Linked DNA regions of Rattus norvegicus: region 2 is linked to region 1. A link is a contact called in public Hi-C data. All regions are on one chromosome and are shown on one strand. The core of a region is the stretch at or near the end of the contact, and the rest is flanking DNA. Distances in the headings are between cores, read along the strand shown. Region 1 holds the start of Gamt (guanidinoacetate N-methyltransferase). Region 2 holds the start of Cnn2 (calponin 2).

Region 1 (2,700 bases), core at 193-2,692:
TCAGAAAAATGATCCGATCACTACACCTAACCTGCCCAAGTGACCCAGGAGCTACAGCGGGTGAATGACAGGTGTGGATTGGAGTAGCTGGGAGAGGACCGGCTTCTTGGACCTCACCAGGCCAACGAGTGTCTAAACTTGAGGCATCCAGCCAGGCATGGCGGCACACGCCTTTAATCCCAGCAGTTCAGAGGTAGAATCAGACAGAACTCTGTGAGTTTGGGGCCATCTTGGCCTACACAGCAAGCTCCAGGCCAGCCAGGAGCTCCTGTCTCTAAATAAACAGATTAAAGAGAAATAAAAAAAATCAACTTTTTGATTTGAGGAGCATCGTGGAGGGCACGCTAGGATCAGCAAGTTTCACAGCCTCTTCAGACAGTAAGTAGAGTACCCTTGTCAGCCAGCCAAGCAAATGCAGAAAGTCAAGCTTCATTCCAAATGTCTGGTACCAGGGAGCTTGCCCCGCACCTCGCAGAAGCCACAACAGTACTTCTTTCGGTGGCACTGGTCCCACTGGTAGTCTCTAAGCGTCCCTCCCTACACCGCACGCACTTCGCCCCTCAAGGCTACAACTTCCTGTCTAGATAACTAGGCTCCGCCCAGGCCCGTAGGCTCCGCCCCACTCATAATAAAAGACTGGATTCAGCTCCACCCACGAACAACTACCCCGGCCCTCAGGCCCGGCCTCCTGGGCGCCAACCTCACCCTAGCGGAAAGCTAGGCCGGGGCTCCAGTTTTGCCTCTACCAGGCTAGGCCCCACCCGTGGGAGAAGACTAGGCTTCGCCACTAGCAGAAGGCTTGGATTTCATCCTATCCCATAAACACCTACCCCATGGCTCTGTCCTCATCCGTAGCAGAAAGCTGGACATCACCGTCCCAGCCGGCTGGCCCCGTTCCTTAGCTTCTTCTCTCATACTTAGCAGAAAGATGACCCCACCCCATTGCTCCGGTCCCGCCCCTAGCAGAAGGCTGGACTCTGCCCTACCCTACAGGCTCCATCCTGTATGGCTCCTGCCTGCATCCCTCATACAAGTCTGGATTCTGTCCCAGCCCACAGGTCTGGCCCCATCCATAGCAAAAAGGTTGGACTCCTCCCCAGCCCACCACTGCAGGACCTATCCCATTCCATAGATCCGCCCCTCACAGAACTTTACTCCGGGTTCCAGCCAGTAGCCCCTACCCTGAGCACGCTCCACCCTGCCCTCAGACTCCATCCACCCAGGCCCAGCCCAGTACTAGGCTGGCCACCCTCCCGGATCAAGGCCCAACCCTTTTCTAATGACTGGACCCTCCCTATCCCAGCAAGGCCCGCCCCAGCTAATAGGCCCCGCCCACCCGGCCCAGCACTGGACTCCCTCGGGGCACACAGGTCCCGCCCCCGCCTCAGGCTCCCACCCACCCCAGTGCAAGGCTAAACTCCTCTTTGCAGAGGCGCCGCCCCACCCCGCCTCCTCCAGCCTGGTGGTTCCGCAGCCGTACTCTCCTGGCCTGGTGTGCACAGCCTCACCATGAGTTCTTCTGCAGCCAGCCCGCTTTTCGCGCCTGGCGAGGACTGCGGCCCCGCGTGGCGCGCGGCCCCCGCGGCCTATGATACGTCTGACACGCACCTGCAGATCCTGGGCAAGCCAGTAATGGAGCGTTGGGAGACCCCCTACATGCATTCGCTGGCGGCTGCTGCTGCCTCCAGAGGTACTCTGCCCAGAAGAAACGGAGGCTACAGTTTAGGAGTGTAGGAGTTCCCATGCATGCTGCATGCCTCAGTTTCCTTACCTGAGGCACTGAGCTGCCTTGGGGTTACCTTGGCAGGGAAGGGAAGAGTGTTGGCAAAATGTAGACGCAGGCAAGAGAAGCCGGCTCCGAACTAGAACTTCCTCTCCTGGGGAAAAAGACTTCTACTTCCCGGAGCTGGGTTGGAGGGTGGATCTTCGGACCACAGCCTCGAGTGGAGCTTAGAGACAGAGTGGAGGGGCGTGGGACTTGTGCGGGTCGGGAACCTCCGAGTTTCCCCAGGCTGTTGCTAAGAATAGCTTGGGAAAACGGAGCAGAGAGGCAGCTGTCCGGTGCTATGGCCCTGAACTTCTGGACGAGGGGTGGTGTCTGGGACACCCCAGCCTCAAACAGGTCAATAGCCAAAGGGCTTCAAAGTTCACCCGGAGCACATGAGGACCTGGTATCAAGTGCGGAATGAAACATGGAGGGGTTACAGGTGTCGGGCCTCAGAACCAGGCTTGGCCCTTTCTAACCCCACAGTAGGGCCATAGCACAAATAGCGTGGGTGGGCATGGGCTCAGAGTCCAGGGATCCCTGGGGCCAAGCCCAAAAGCAGTGGCCAGTCCCTAGGCTCCCAGGCTCGCCGCTCTGATTGGCAGCTGGCCAGGGCCCACACTCTCTGTGCTACTTTGTTCTGTCCACCCACTGCTGGCTGGCTGTCCTTGAGGCATGTGTGAGCCAGGCCTCCCATCCAAGTCCCCCTCCCCCACCCATGCCAGCTGTAGTGTTTTGTCCTCCTAGGGGGCCGGGTCCTGGAAGTGGGCTTTGGGATGGCCATTGCAGCCTCCAGGGTGCAGCAGGCCCCCATAAAGGAACACTGGATTATTGAATGCAACGATGGGGTCTTCCAGCGTCTACAAAACTGGGCCCTGAAGCAGCCACATAAGGTACCTTCTGTCACTGGAGTACAGGCTGGGAGTAACCCCCCG
Region 2 (2,700 bases), core at 77-2,576, 270 kb after region 1:
GTGACCCCTGCAGGCTGCTCGAGGCCACTCCATTTCCCAACAGCTCCCCAGTCAGAGGGAGTCTGAGAGTCTGAGACCTCATCCTTCGCCCCCCCCCCGTCCTCCCCCTCCCCGTGCAGCAGGTGCTGACCGGTCCCTGGCCCCACCCAGCTCCTAAAGCTCTATCCTCGGGCCTTTTCCCATTCTTTCTTTCACTTTCTGAGGTGTCCAACCCGCTCTGTAGGAATTGGGCAGGGCCATCAGACCTGCGCATGCTGTGTGTCTCTGGGGAGCTAGCGCAACCTCTCTGAGCTCGAGATGGGAACTGAAATAGCAGCTTGTCTCTACCAGGCTGAGGATAGCAACACGGGTGGCATGAGGTAAGTATGCTTCTCGTGTCACTGGTGGGGACCTGGCTAGTGCCAGGCGGTGGTGGGTCGGGCTCGTAGCTTCAGCAGGCCTAGGCAGGTTGCTCGGCTTTGCTGGCTTTGCTGAGTGTGAAATTTGCATTCCCAGGTGCCGGGTGTGTGTATGTTTGGTCGGCAGATCTATCTGGAAGGTTTCAGGATGTCAGGCCTGATGTCAGGCCTGAGCCCCCTAAGTCTGGAATCAGTGTCTCCCTCATGGGCTCAGGGCACCGTGGTGTGTGCCTCTCCAGATGTCCCTCTGAAACTAGTGACATCACTATCCTCCTGCGTTTGAGGTTCATCTCAGTGAGCCTTTTCCCAGGTGTAGGGGTGTGTGTGTGTGTGTGTGTGTGTGTGTGTGTGTGAGAGAGAGAGAGAGAGAGTCCTGGAAGGGAGCCACACCCTGCTAAGAAAGCCACCGGCCCCGCCCCCTTCCCTGTCCCCAACTTAAGTGGCTTGATGAAACGGGAAGTTTCGACAGGTAATGAAGATGGGGCCTCAGGGGGAGGGGGTACTCTCAAACCCCCGGCTCGCTCACTTGCGCTCACTTTCTCTCTCCCAGGCTTTAACTCATCCTTCAAGGAACTCAGAGTGCAAGAAGTCAGGGGGCGGGGGTGGCGGGACCCAGAGGTTCAGGGCGAGGCTGGAGGAGACACCCTGGGATGCGGATAAAATGGGTCCCAAGCCTCCCAGACGCCACAGTTCCCCACAGCATCCCCAGACCCTCCGGATGTCAGGGTAAAGCAAAGCCAGGCTAGCCCGGCTCCTGCATCGGTCTGTGCGTTCGAGGCTGGCGGGACCCCGCGCCCACTCACCCGGTTCTTGACCTCGGCCGAGAGCCCGTAGGACGGACCCTTGTTGAACTGCGTGGAGCTCATGGCGCGGGACCCTGGCGCGGGACAGGCAGACCAGAGGGACCGGCAGAGGGACCGGCTGCGGGCGAACGGCCCGGGACAGGGCTGAGCGCCGCCCCCGCCGCCGATTGGCTGGCGGGGCAAATGCCCTTATAAGGCGTGGAAGCGCCGAATTCCTGTGGCCGCGACTTCCTGAGCCCCGCTCGGCCGACGGGACCCCCGCCCGCCGGAGCCACCCCAGCATCCCGGCCGGGCAGGAGGGGCCCACGGTTGCCTTTGGAGTTACGGGAAACTGAGGCAGCGAGTGGCCTGGGCTTCAGTTTACTCCTCCTGTACCATAGTGAGAGACAGGGAACTGTTGGGTGGGACCCTGAACCCTAAAATCTGGTTGGGAGCCCTTCTCTGCTACTACCGGCACTTTCCAGCATCTTGTTCCCTCTCCCGACAACTCATAGTGGGAGCGAGGGGTGCTGGGGCGGTATAGACTGGAATCAGGGCAGGCTCCTCAGAGGAGGAGGCCTCGGGAGTTGGAGCTTTGACCGATGAGTAGGAGTTTCCCAACCCAAAATGAAACGACTTTTTGGTAGATGACAAGTGCAAAAGTCGGAGAGTGGGAGAAGGGACTCGCCTGGCGGTGGGGTTAGGGGTGGGGTGGGGCTCCCAGAAGGACTGAGGGTTGCTGGCTGTGAGGCTGTGGGGGTGGAGAGGCCCAGGATGAGGTCATGAGGTGTCCTGGGCTGTCCTGCTATACAGTGGGGTTTCAGTAAGTGCCTGCGCTCAACCTGCATCTGTAGATGGATCAATGAATGCACGCTCGCCTGTCAATCCAGAGCTGGGAGGCCGAGCCTCCAGCATCAGGAGTTCAAAGTCATCTTTGGCTACAGACAGAGTTCATGGTCAACCTGGGCTACAGAAGACCCTACATCAAGTTGGTCCCTGTGTAGTTGACATTCCTGAGGGTCGGGGGTCGTGCCCCACCCACAGGACACAGGCACTACACTCCTTCCTGAGGGTCTCGAAGGACTCTCACGGCTTGACAGAGAGACCTTGGCCATGGGGTGGAAGCATGAGTAGGAGTTGGATACTTCTGAAGGGTGGTTGTCTTCTCAGCTCTCTGGGTTTCTGTGGTTTGGACAAATCCTTCCTCTCTGGGCCCTGCCGTTGTTTTCGAGTTTGTGCAGTGGGGCAGCAGACTCCAGAGAATCCCAAGCTGTGAACAGTGCAGGTTCCTGTGACCAGGCAGGAAGCCCCAGCTGTCGGGACACCGAAGACCTTTTCGGAATAAAGAAAGCACTTGTCAGAGAGGTCATGCTGTACGGAATACACACCAGGCTTAGCAGGGTATCAGGGCGTCCAGGCACTGTGCTGAGCCCTGAAACAGCAGCTGCAGGTGCCACACCCAGGTCCTTTGCAAGAGCAGCTAGAGCTCTAACCACTGGGCCATCTTTCCAGCCCCACCC

Evidence for each region. A called contact is a pair of places that touch in the nucleus more often than the background predicts.
Region 2: a Hi-C map of psoas muscle shows a contact between it and region 1, with 1.9 times the contacts expected there. The contact joins the promoter of Cnn2 here to the promoter of Gamt in region 1. A contact is called at or near these places in 2 of 12 Hi-C or Micro-C datasets (mammary epithelial cells and psoas muscle).

Annotation. Positions count from the first base shown.
Region 1 is chr7:10,097,842-10,100,541 of GRCr8, forward strand. Gamt (guanidinoacetate N-methyltransferase) reads left to right here and starts at 1,443. Exons shown (of 6, transcript NM_012793.3): 1 at 1,443-1,690; 2 at 2,513-2,658. The coding sequence starts at 1,510. It also overlaps a transcript of Dazap1 not described here.
Region 2 is chr7:10,368,986-10,371,685 of GRCr8, forward strand. It overlaps Cnn2 (calponin 2), which reads right to left and starts at 1,327. Exons shown (of 7, transcript NM_001399010.1): 1 at 1,202-1,327. The coding sequence starts at 1,264.